3 separate regions of the Anser cygnoides genome follow, and regions 2 and 3 are each linked to region 1. A link is a contact called in public Hi-C data. All regions are on one chromosome and are shown on one strand. Each heading gives the region's core, a stretch centred on a gene start, on an enhancer-like site or on the middle of the called end of the contact. The rest is flanking DNA. Distances are from core to core; before and after follow the strand shown. Region 1 holds the start of CREBBP (CREB binding protein). Region 2 holds the start of LOC106033411 (zinc finger protein 436-like). Region 3 overlaps SLX4 (SLX4 structure-specific endonuclease subunit).

The links. A called contact is a pair of places that touch in the nucleus more often than the background predicts.
Region 2: a contact with region 1 is called in a Hi-C map of liver, with 5 times the contacts expected there. The contact joins the promoter of LOC106033411 here to the promoter of CREBBP in region 1. A contact is called at or near these places in 3 of 7 Hi-C or Micro-C datasets (granulosa cells and liver).
Region 3: a Hi-C map of liver shows a contact between it and region 1, with 4 times the contacts expected there. The contact joins the enhancer-like site here to the promoter of CREBBP in region 1. A contact is called at or near these places in 2 of 7 Hi-C or Micro-C datasets (granulosa cells and liver).

Annotation. Positions count from the first base shown.
Region 1 is chr15:11,847,534-11,850,182 of Taihu_goose_T2T_genome, forward strand. It overlaps CREBBP (CREB binding protein), which reads right to left and starts at 1,349. Exons shown (of 30, transcript XM_066977615.1): 1 at 944-1,349. The coding sequence starts at 1,028.
Region 2 is chr15:11,680,263-11,682,911 of Taihu_goose_T2T_genome, forward strand. LOC106033411 (zinc finger protein 436-like) reads right to left here and starts at 1,351. Exons shown (of 2, transcript XM_013176864.3): 1 at 1,244-1,351. The coding sequence starts at 1,334. It overlaps HMOX2 (heme oxygenase 2), which reads right to left and starts at 1,339. Exons shown (of 6, transcript XM_048061132.2): 1 at 1,244-1,339.
Region 3 is chr15:11,701,663-11,704,311 of Taihu_goose_T2T_genome, forward strand. SLX4 (SLX4 structure-specific endonuclease subunit) reads right to left here. Exons shown (of 8, transcript XM_066977620.1): 8 at 572-744. Among named protein-coding and RNA genes, the nearest start is that of SLX4, 17 kb to the right of the region's middle. Within about 2 kb of position 1,294, at least 1 of the 3 cell types and tissues checked has open chromatin away from gene starts, as enhancers often do. A contact at or near this core is called in liver, where this site is marked.

The DNA.
Region 1 (2,649 bases), core at 99-2,598:
AAGCAAACTGAAAAAAAAAACCACAGAATTTATCAGCTCAATTATAGTAATATTTTTTTCCTATCCATAAAAACACAGCAGGCACACCACGATTAACTTATCGCCGACCCTTCGACGAGATTCAGGAATCTCTGAGAACAGAGGTGCAAGTCAAACACACTACACGATCCTATGAAGGCACTGCCTCGGCGATTAAAACGGAACGCTTCAAGACTTGAGTACACGCACACACGCGCTTATGCACACACGTGCGTACTCGCGACGGGCGCACGCTTGCTGGAAACGAGAAATTTTGCTGCGTTTTATCACCTACGAGCCCCCTCGGACAAGGGAAGCAGGGCGAAGACGCTACGCGACGCGGAGACGAGTCGCAGCTACCGCCGGGCTGCCGGGCATTTCATCACAACTTGAGCGCCTGAGCGGGTCTGCAGATTCTTTTTTTTTTTTTTTTTTTTTTAAATTTTAAATAGGGAAAGAGCTCGGAACAGGTCGAACCGAGCGCCTTAAACCCGTCTCACCGCACTCAGAGACGGGAGGGGGGGAATAGAAGGAGATGGGGGGGGAACAGAAGGAGAATAATACTAATACATATATTAAAAAAGCAGGATAGGGATGTGGCGTTGAGGGTGTTTTTTTTTTTTTTTTTTTCGCTCCGCAGCACAGCCCCGGAGACGCAGAGCGGGGTGGCAGCGGGGGGGGGGGGGGGTAGGCAGAAGGGGGGGGGTGAAGGAGAAGCATGGGGACCCCCGGGGAGAGGAGGGGACCCCCAGGGAAGGGTGGGGACCCCTCAGAGAAGGGGGGCGAGCGGGTGGGCCCGGCGACCGTTCGTCGCCGTACGGCGACGAACGGTCGCCGGGCCCGCCCGCCCGCTCGCCCCTGGAAGGTGGGGGAACCCCCAAAACACCCCCCCCACACCCCTCCCCGTCCCTCCCCGGGGTCTCACCTGTGCTGTCGCTCGCGGAGAAGCCCGGCGAGTTGAGCTTGGCTCGCTTGGGGTTGGGCGGCCCGTCGAGTAAGTTCTCCGCCATGGCAGCCGCCGCCGCCGCTCGGGGCCCGTCCCGAGGCGCTCCCGGAGGAGAAGAACGAAGGGGGATGGCGAACAACAGCGCCGCTCAGTGCCCGGCCGCCGGCGGCCCCCTCTCCCCCATACCCGGGGCCGCAGCAAGGCCGCAGGGAGGAGGGCTCGGGGCGGGCTCGGGGGGAAGAACCCAAGCGCCCCCTCCCTGCCGGCCTCGCTCCTCCCGGCCTCTCCCCCGCCCTGCCGCCGCCGAGGAGGTGCCCGGATGGCGGCTCCGGCAGTCACTCGGGGAGCATAGCGGGGCCTCCTCCCCCCCCCCCCCCCCCCCCCCGCCGCCCCTCCTCGGCCCTCCGCGATGCCGGGGGGGGCTCGGCCCCGGTTCCCGGTCCCCCGCCGCCCGCTCCCCGCCGCCCCCACCCGCGGCGAGCCGCGGACCCAAAACGGTGGGGGGGGGGGGGGGGGGGGGGGGGGGAGCTTGGAGGGGAAGGGAAGGGAGGGAAGAAAAGGGGAAGGAAGGGGGGAGGAAGGCGGGGGAGAGGAAAAAAAAAAGAAAAAAAGAGAAAATTGGAAAATTAGGAAAAAAAACGCCCCAAAACAATGAGCGCGCCGCGGTCGCCGCCGCCGCTCCCGGTCCCGCTGGCGGAGCCCGGCGGGCCCCGTCCGGCGCTGCCCCGCGGCCCCGAGCCCCGCTGCCCGTCGGCGGCGCCCGGCGCGGCTGCCCCGTGTCCCGGCGGGCGGCCCCGCTGCCCCGGCCCGGCCCGGCCCGGCCCCGCTCCGCTCGCGCCGCGCTCCGGCTCCGCGACAAGATGGCGGCTGTTGATTCCTCAATTAAAAAAAAAAGTTTTTTTTTCTCTTCTCTTTTCCAGAGACCATGGGGGCGGGGACGGGGCGGCGCCTGCGCGCTGCGTCACCGCGCACCGGGCACGCCCCCCCGCCGCCCCCGCCGCCGCCGCCGCCGCCGGAAAGGCGCGAGCGGCGCCGGAAAGAGCGGAGTTCGTCCTCAGTTGCTCCGCGGCGTCCTGGGGTGGGGGGGCGGGTGGTGGAGTGTGGCGGCCGCTATCGGCTTGCCCTTCGACGCCCCCGTGGTGCACGCTCGCCGCGCCCCCCCTCGGTCCCCCTCAGCCGCCTCTTCCGTGTGCCGTACCAGTCGTTCACCTCAGCCTCCCCCGCTGGCCTCGGCCGGGCACCTCGCAGCACCCCCTATTGCCCCCTCACAGTGTGCCGCCTCACAGCGTGTCCTGTCGGTGTGCCCCCTCCATGTATCCCCTCAAAGCACGTCCCTCAGTGTGGCACCTCACACCATGTCCCCTCACAGTGTGCCCCTTCACAGCTTGCCCCCTCACAGTCCCCTCGGTGTGCCCCCTCCATGTATCCCCTCACAGCATGTCCCCTCACAGTGTGCCCCCTCACAGTCCCCTCAGTGTGCCCCCTCCATGTATCCCCTCACAGCATGTCCCCTCACAGTGTCTCCCCTCACAGCATGTCCCCTCACAGTGTCCCCCCTCACAGTTCCCTCACAGTGTCTCCCCTCACGGCCCCCTCACTGTGCCCCCTCACAGCGTGTTCCCTCACAGTGTCTCCCCCTCAGTCCCCTCAGCATCCCCCCGCATTCCCCCCTCTCACTGTCCCCT
Region 2 (2,649 bases), core at 101-2,600, 170 kb before region 1:
GGCATACTGGGGAAGAGCTGGCATGGCCTTTGGAAAAAGTAGTCTCATCTCACAAACCACTTAGAGTTCTTCAGAGATAACACCAGTGTTAGCAAAAGGGAGATCAGGCATCCAAAAACATTCCTGAATGACATTTTTGCTTCACCAAAACTGATGAAGAAACTAAATTGCCATGGAAAAAGTGACCCAAAAGAAGGTACTAATGGAGCAAAGGGGGAAGTGGAGACGTCTGCTGATGAGTCTGTGTTATCCAGGGTTAAGGAAACAAAGGATGACTGTAAAGATCAGCTGTGGCGGAGCCTTGTGATAGTGACCAGTTAGGTGGCAGGGGAACAACAGGGGACATTCACTGCAGGTAAACAAAGAACTGCAGGGGAAGAAAGCCTCTATACCTTGCATTTATACGAGGATGAGCCTAGGGTGTTCTTGGTATCATTCAGGAATAGCATCTTGGCACTAGAAAACATTGATGAAAACCACAGCTGCTGGGCATGCAAAACAGCTAACCAAATATTAGCAACTGTTGGGAAAAGAATAGAGGGGAAAAATAGAGTGTCATTCTTCCCTGCTTCTCTGAATCCACAGTAAGTCCACATCCTGATTACATGCAAGGGGGAGGATGGATCCCCCACCTTACAAAAGCTCTAATAGCACTGAGAAAAATACATTGAAAAAAGAATGATCAAAGGCATGGCACAGCTTCTGTACTGGAGATGACTCATCTGTCCGTTCTGCTTGCAAAAGCTACAGTTGATAGGGGATATAACAGATGTCTGTAAAAGCACAAGTGGCCTGTGGAGGGGGTAGGGATCCATTCTGCCCCATTTGCTCTGAAAATAGAGTTACTGGCATCAAATGAACTACTAGAAGGCGGCTTCAAAGCAAACCAAAGGAGGTAGCTAACTAAGCTGTGGAATTCCTTCCTGTAAGCTGTCATGGATGCTAAAAATGCAAATAAATCCAGAAGGCAACAAAATACAAAGCGGGCTATGAGATACCAAGACATCTAGCTCAGGAGCTTGTGAAGACGCAGGCTGCTGAGGCCTGAGAAGGCACATGGACACAGCACCGCCTGTTTGCTCTTGCCTGTGTCCGGTGACAGCCGTTGTCGGGGCAGACAACGCTCGACAGACCATGGTGTGACCCAGTACGACCACTGCTGCACGTTCTGGCAGGATCCGGGGGGGTGCCAGAGCCGTTTTCCCCGGCGGCAGGCTCCCAGCCGGTCGCACCGGCCCCTTACCTGGACGGCTGCCATTCGGAGCTGCCTTCCCTTCGACCGCGCGCAGGCGGGAGGCCCGCAGCTCTTCCTCCCGGTCCGCGTGGGAGATCATGGCCGGCTCCGCTCCGGGGGGTCCTGCTCGGGGAGAAGAGGGGGGGCCGTCAGCCCGCCTCTGCCCTTTCTCGGGGCGCTCCGACGGGGAGGGGGGCCCACAACAACCCCCCGAGGAGCCCCCCCCCCCCCCCGGGCAGCCCCAGCTCCCCGCACCCCGCGGCCCCCCGCGGCCCCGCACCGCGGCCCCGGCCCCGCACGGCAGCAGCTCCCCGCAGCCGCTGTGTGCGGGGAACACGTGATGGCGACGGCCAATGGCGGGCGGCGCCCTCGCCTCTGAGGGAGGCGGAAAATGGCGGGCGGCGGCCCGCGGCCCTCCTGAGGCCCGGTGCCGGCCGGCGGCGGGAGGCGGCCGCTGAAGCCAGCTCCTGGCAGCGCGGAGGAGGCCCCCGGGCTGTGCCGGGCGGCCCCGGTGGGCGTTCGCCTCCTCCTTGCCCCCGGTCAGCTGCAATAAAAGGAGAATCCCGAGCAGAATGGCTGGTGGGGACAGCACCACAATGCGCGCCTCGGTGTCAGAAAGGCCCGCTTCTGTTACAGCATGGCTCTACAACACTAGTAGGGGTGCTGGTTCCCCTGACTTTTAGCTTTAACAACGCATTTTATAAGATCTTTTAAAAAAAACTTCAGGCATTGCCCAATAAGGAACCTACTTTCGTTCATTACTTAAATAGCATGGATATCTGCCTTAGTCAGAAGCACTGCTAATATATGTAATTGCCCAGAAAGCTCAAATGAGAGAAAATTACTGTGTTACAGAGAGCTTCATCCTGCTGACGTGCCCCAGCGGGGCACAGCCAGGCCTCCCTCAGCACCCCATGGGCAGGGTGCAGCGGTGCTGCGTGGACGATCCACCAAAGCCCCCAGGAACCCAACCAGCTCGGAGCTACCGAGGGCTCCGCAAACAGGAAAGCTCCTGGCAAACACAAAAGCCTGCTCTGCTCCTCAAAGTCTGACCTGAGCTTACTGGTAAGAAGTGTCAGGCACAGGAGATGTTGAGAGTCTAGCACAACTGCTCCAGAGGGGCCAACCAGCCACAGAAGCAACAAAGAAACCAAATTAATAACTGCAAGCTGATGGTAGGCCCCTGGCTGTCAGAGAGCAAGTGTGCAGCCCTGCCTAGGTACTGCATAGGAGATGGGAAAGATGCACTCTGGGTCAACCCTGCTATTTTTGTGAGACACTGTCTGGCTGTGGACACACAAGCAAGCTCCATCTTCTTTCCTGCTCATCTCCAGAGGGGGATAAGACATTGGCAAGTCAGATTTTTACCTCTCTGACCGGCATTTCCCCAGAAGTCTAATGTGCTTTACCTGCAC
Region 3 (2,649 bases), core at 44-2,543, 150 kb before region 1:
ACTTCAGGTTTATGTACCAATGTACCAACATACAATCATCCCTCTTGCACTTCTCTTTCACCCAATAGTCTCAAGACGCAAAAAGACAGTGCACATAACAGAGCGTCCAAATAGCTGGTATGAACATTTTGGCCCAGTCATTAGACATGTCTGGGCTCCATCCTGGCAAAAAAAACCCAAACTTTTAATAACTTTAGGAGAATTTAAAAATAAAATTTATTATCTGCTATCTGGGAGTTCTCTTTGATGCTGGGATATATTAATCACTTTAGAAATGTCAGTTTCACTGTAACTAAAGTTTACGGCAGAAAAATGTCCTGTCCCCCCCAGTATCACCTCCTGGATCAACTTCAGCATCCTGGGGGTAATGTCATGGCTCTCCTAACTTAGTACAGCATAAATCTGGCTCTGTGTAGCTGAAGGGACTTAGGGACAGGGCTCACAAAGCTGCCAGAATTTACCTGATTGCTCTGCTGCTTGAATGTGGTCAACATCAAGGTTCCGCTGAGTAAGGGTAAGTCCTTCCTTGGCCAGCTCAACTAGGTTCTGCAGGTTCTGAACGTCCTTCTGGCTGTGAGATAAAAACTGCCCATCTTCTTCGGGGCCTGACTTGAATTCATCAGAAGTTTGGTCTCTGACCTTTATGCAAGTGGGATCATGAGAACTGAGGTCAGGCTGAATTTGCTGAGATAGTTCTGGTTGATCGGCTCCTACTGATGGCAGAACATTGTCTGGCTTATGATTCTGATCAAAAAGGGGGGAAAAAGATACCAATAAATTAGGTCTTGTTGTATGTATTTGCAGAGCTCAGAATACTGTCTCTAGTTCATACTTTCAAAACATCTAGTAAAGGATTGCAGAATGTTCCCTGGGCTTCTGAGGCAAAAGCTCTCTGTAGTTTTATGAAGGACTCTCCAAAGAAAAGACAGCTCTAAAGAGAAAAAGAAAAAAGGAAACTACAATAGAAAATGCAGAAAAGGTGGTTTCACCAGGAGCATGCCTGTGCAGGCAACTGGCAAGTAGGGAGAGAGGATAGTGGAACTGTTCCCACTCCAATATCTAAATATTTCATTAAAGCTGGGGCACCTGGCAACAGCTGCAACTGAAGCTGTCCAGGTGCTTCTGTTCAGAGATCTAAAACATTTTTGCAGTCACGTGTAACAAAAATCAACCTTTCACCTGTGAGCTGATGTTTTCCAGATTTGTTCTATTTCCCAATAAAAACAGTTTTGTTTGTTTATTTCTAAGTAGAAATAGAATTTTAGAAATAGAGATGTAGCCATTTTTTGGAATGGAAGGAATCAGATGGGAAAACACATTGTTGCCAGAACTTTAAAGGCCTTCTCACTTTTTATTTTTAAACTTTTCTGGCAGCTTTTTCTTTGACCAAAAGGTCAAAGATCTTCATAGAATGGAGCCTCTCTGCTACAGCCCTAGTTGGGGATAAGCCAATGAAAAGCTCTGGGATTTGACTACGGAAAAAGTATTAAACAAAGTACCTACATATGCACAGTAGTTTTTGAACAGAAGCACAAAACAATCCTTCCAGGAAGCAGTGAGGGAAGGAAGAGAAGTGATACCTGTCTTCTCAGAGAGCAAGTATGTAATAAGATGAGAGATTAAAAGACCTTTGTCTCCTTCTGTAGGAACTTTTAATAAAAAATACAGAGCACTGAAAGAGGCATGAAATCCAGATGAAAAACAGAACGAAACAGTGGAACTGAAAATAGGATCAAAGCTCATGTGCCAAGAGCCTGTGGGATGCACAGAGCAAGCCTGAAGTGCAAATACTTCACAACTGTGGGCATTCCCAGCTTCTCCTCTGTGAAAGGCAGAAGTATCAGTCTTCAGTTTAAACTTTTCACCCAATTCCTTGCTGTCTGAGTACAACACAGAATCATACCACATCCCAAGTCGGAAGGGACCCACAAGGATCACTGAGTCCAACTCCTGGCTCCACACAGGACCACCCAAAAATCAGACCGTGTCTGAGCACGTTGTCCAAACACTTCTTGAACTCCAGCAGGCTCGGTGCCGTGACCACTGCCCTGGGCAGCCTGTCCCAGTGCCCGACCACCCTCTGGGTGCAGAACCTTTCCCTAACACCCAGCCTGACCCTCCCCTGTCCCAGCTCCATGCCGTTCCCTCGGGTCCTGTCACTGTCCCCAGAGAGCAGAGCTCAGCGTCTACCCTCCGCTCCCCTCGTGAGGGAGCTGCAGGCGGCCATGAGGCCTCCCCTCGGCCTGCTCTGCTCTGGGCTGAACGAACCGAGGGACCTCAGCCACTCCTCACACGTCTTGCCCTCCAGACCCTTCACCATCTTCACTGCCCTTTTTTGGGCACTCTCTAACAGTTTTACGCCTTTCTCATATTGTGGTGCCCAAACCTGCACGCAGTGCTTGAGATGAGGCCACAATAATGCAAAGTGCAGGACGTGGGCAAGGCTCATGTCAGCATCGGAGAAAAGTGCCAAGATGGAACACGTGAGCCAGGCTGCTGTAAACACAGACAAGCTAGTGGAAAAATGACTGGGATGCAGACCCTTCACTCAGTACTGTTCCCACCCATTTTATTTTCTGAAAGGTCAAGGAATAGCACGGTAACATGAACCTTGGTCTCATCTCCAAAAGCAAGAAGTGAAAGTTCAAG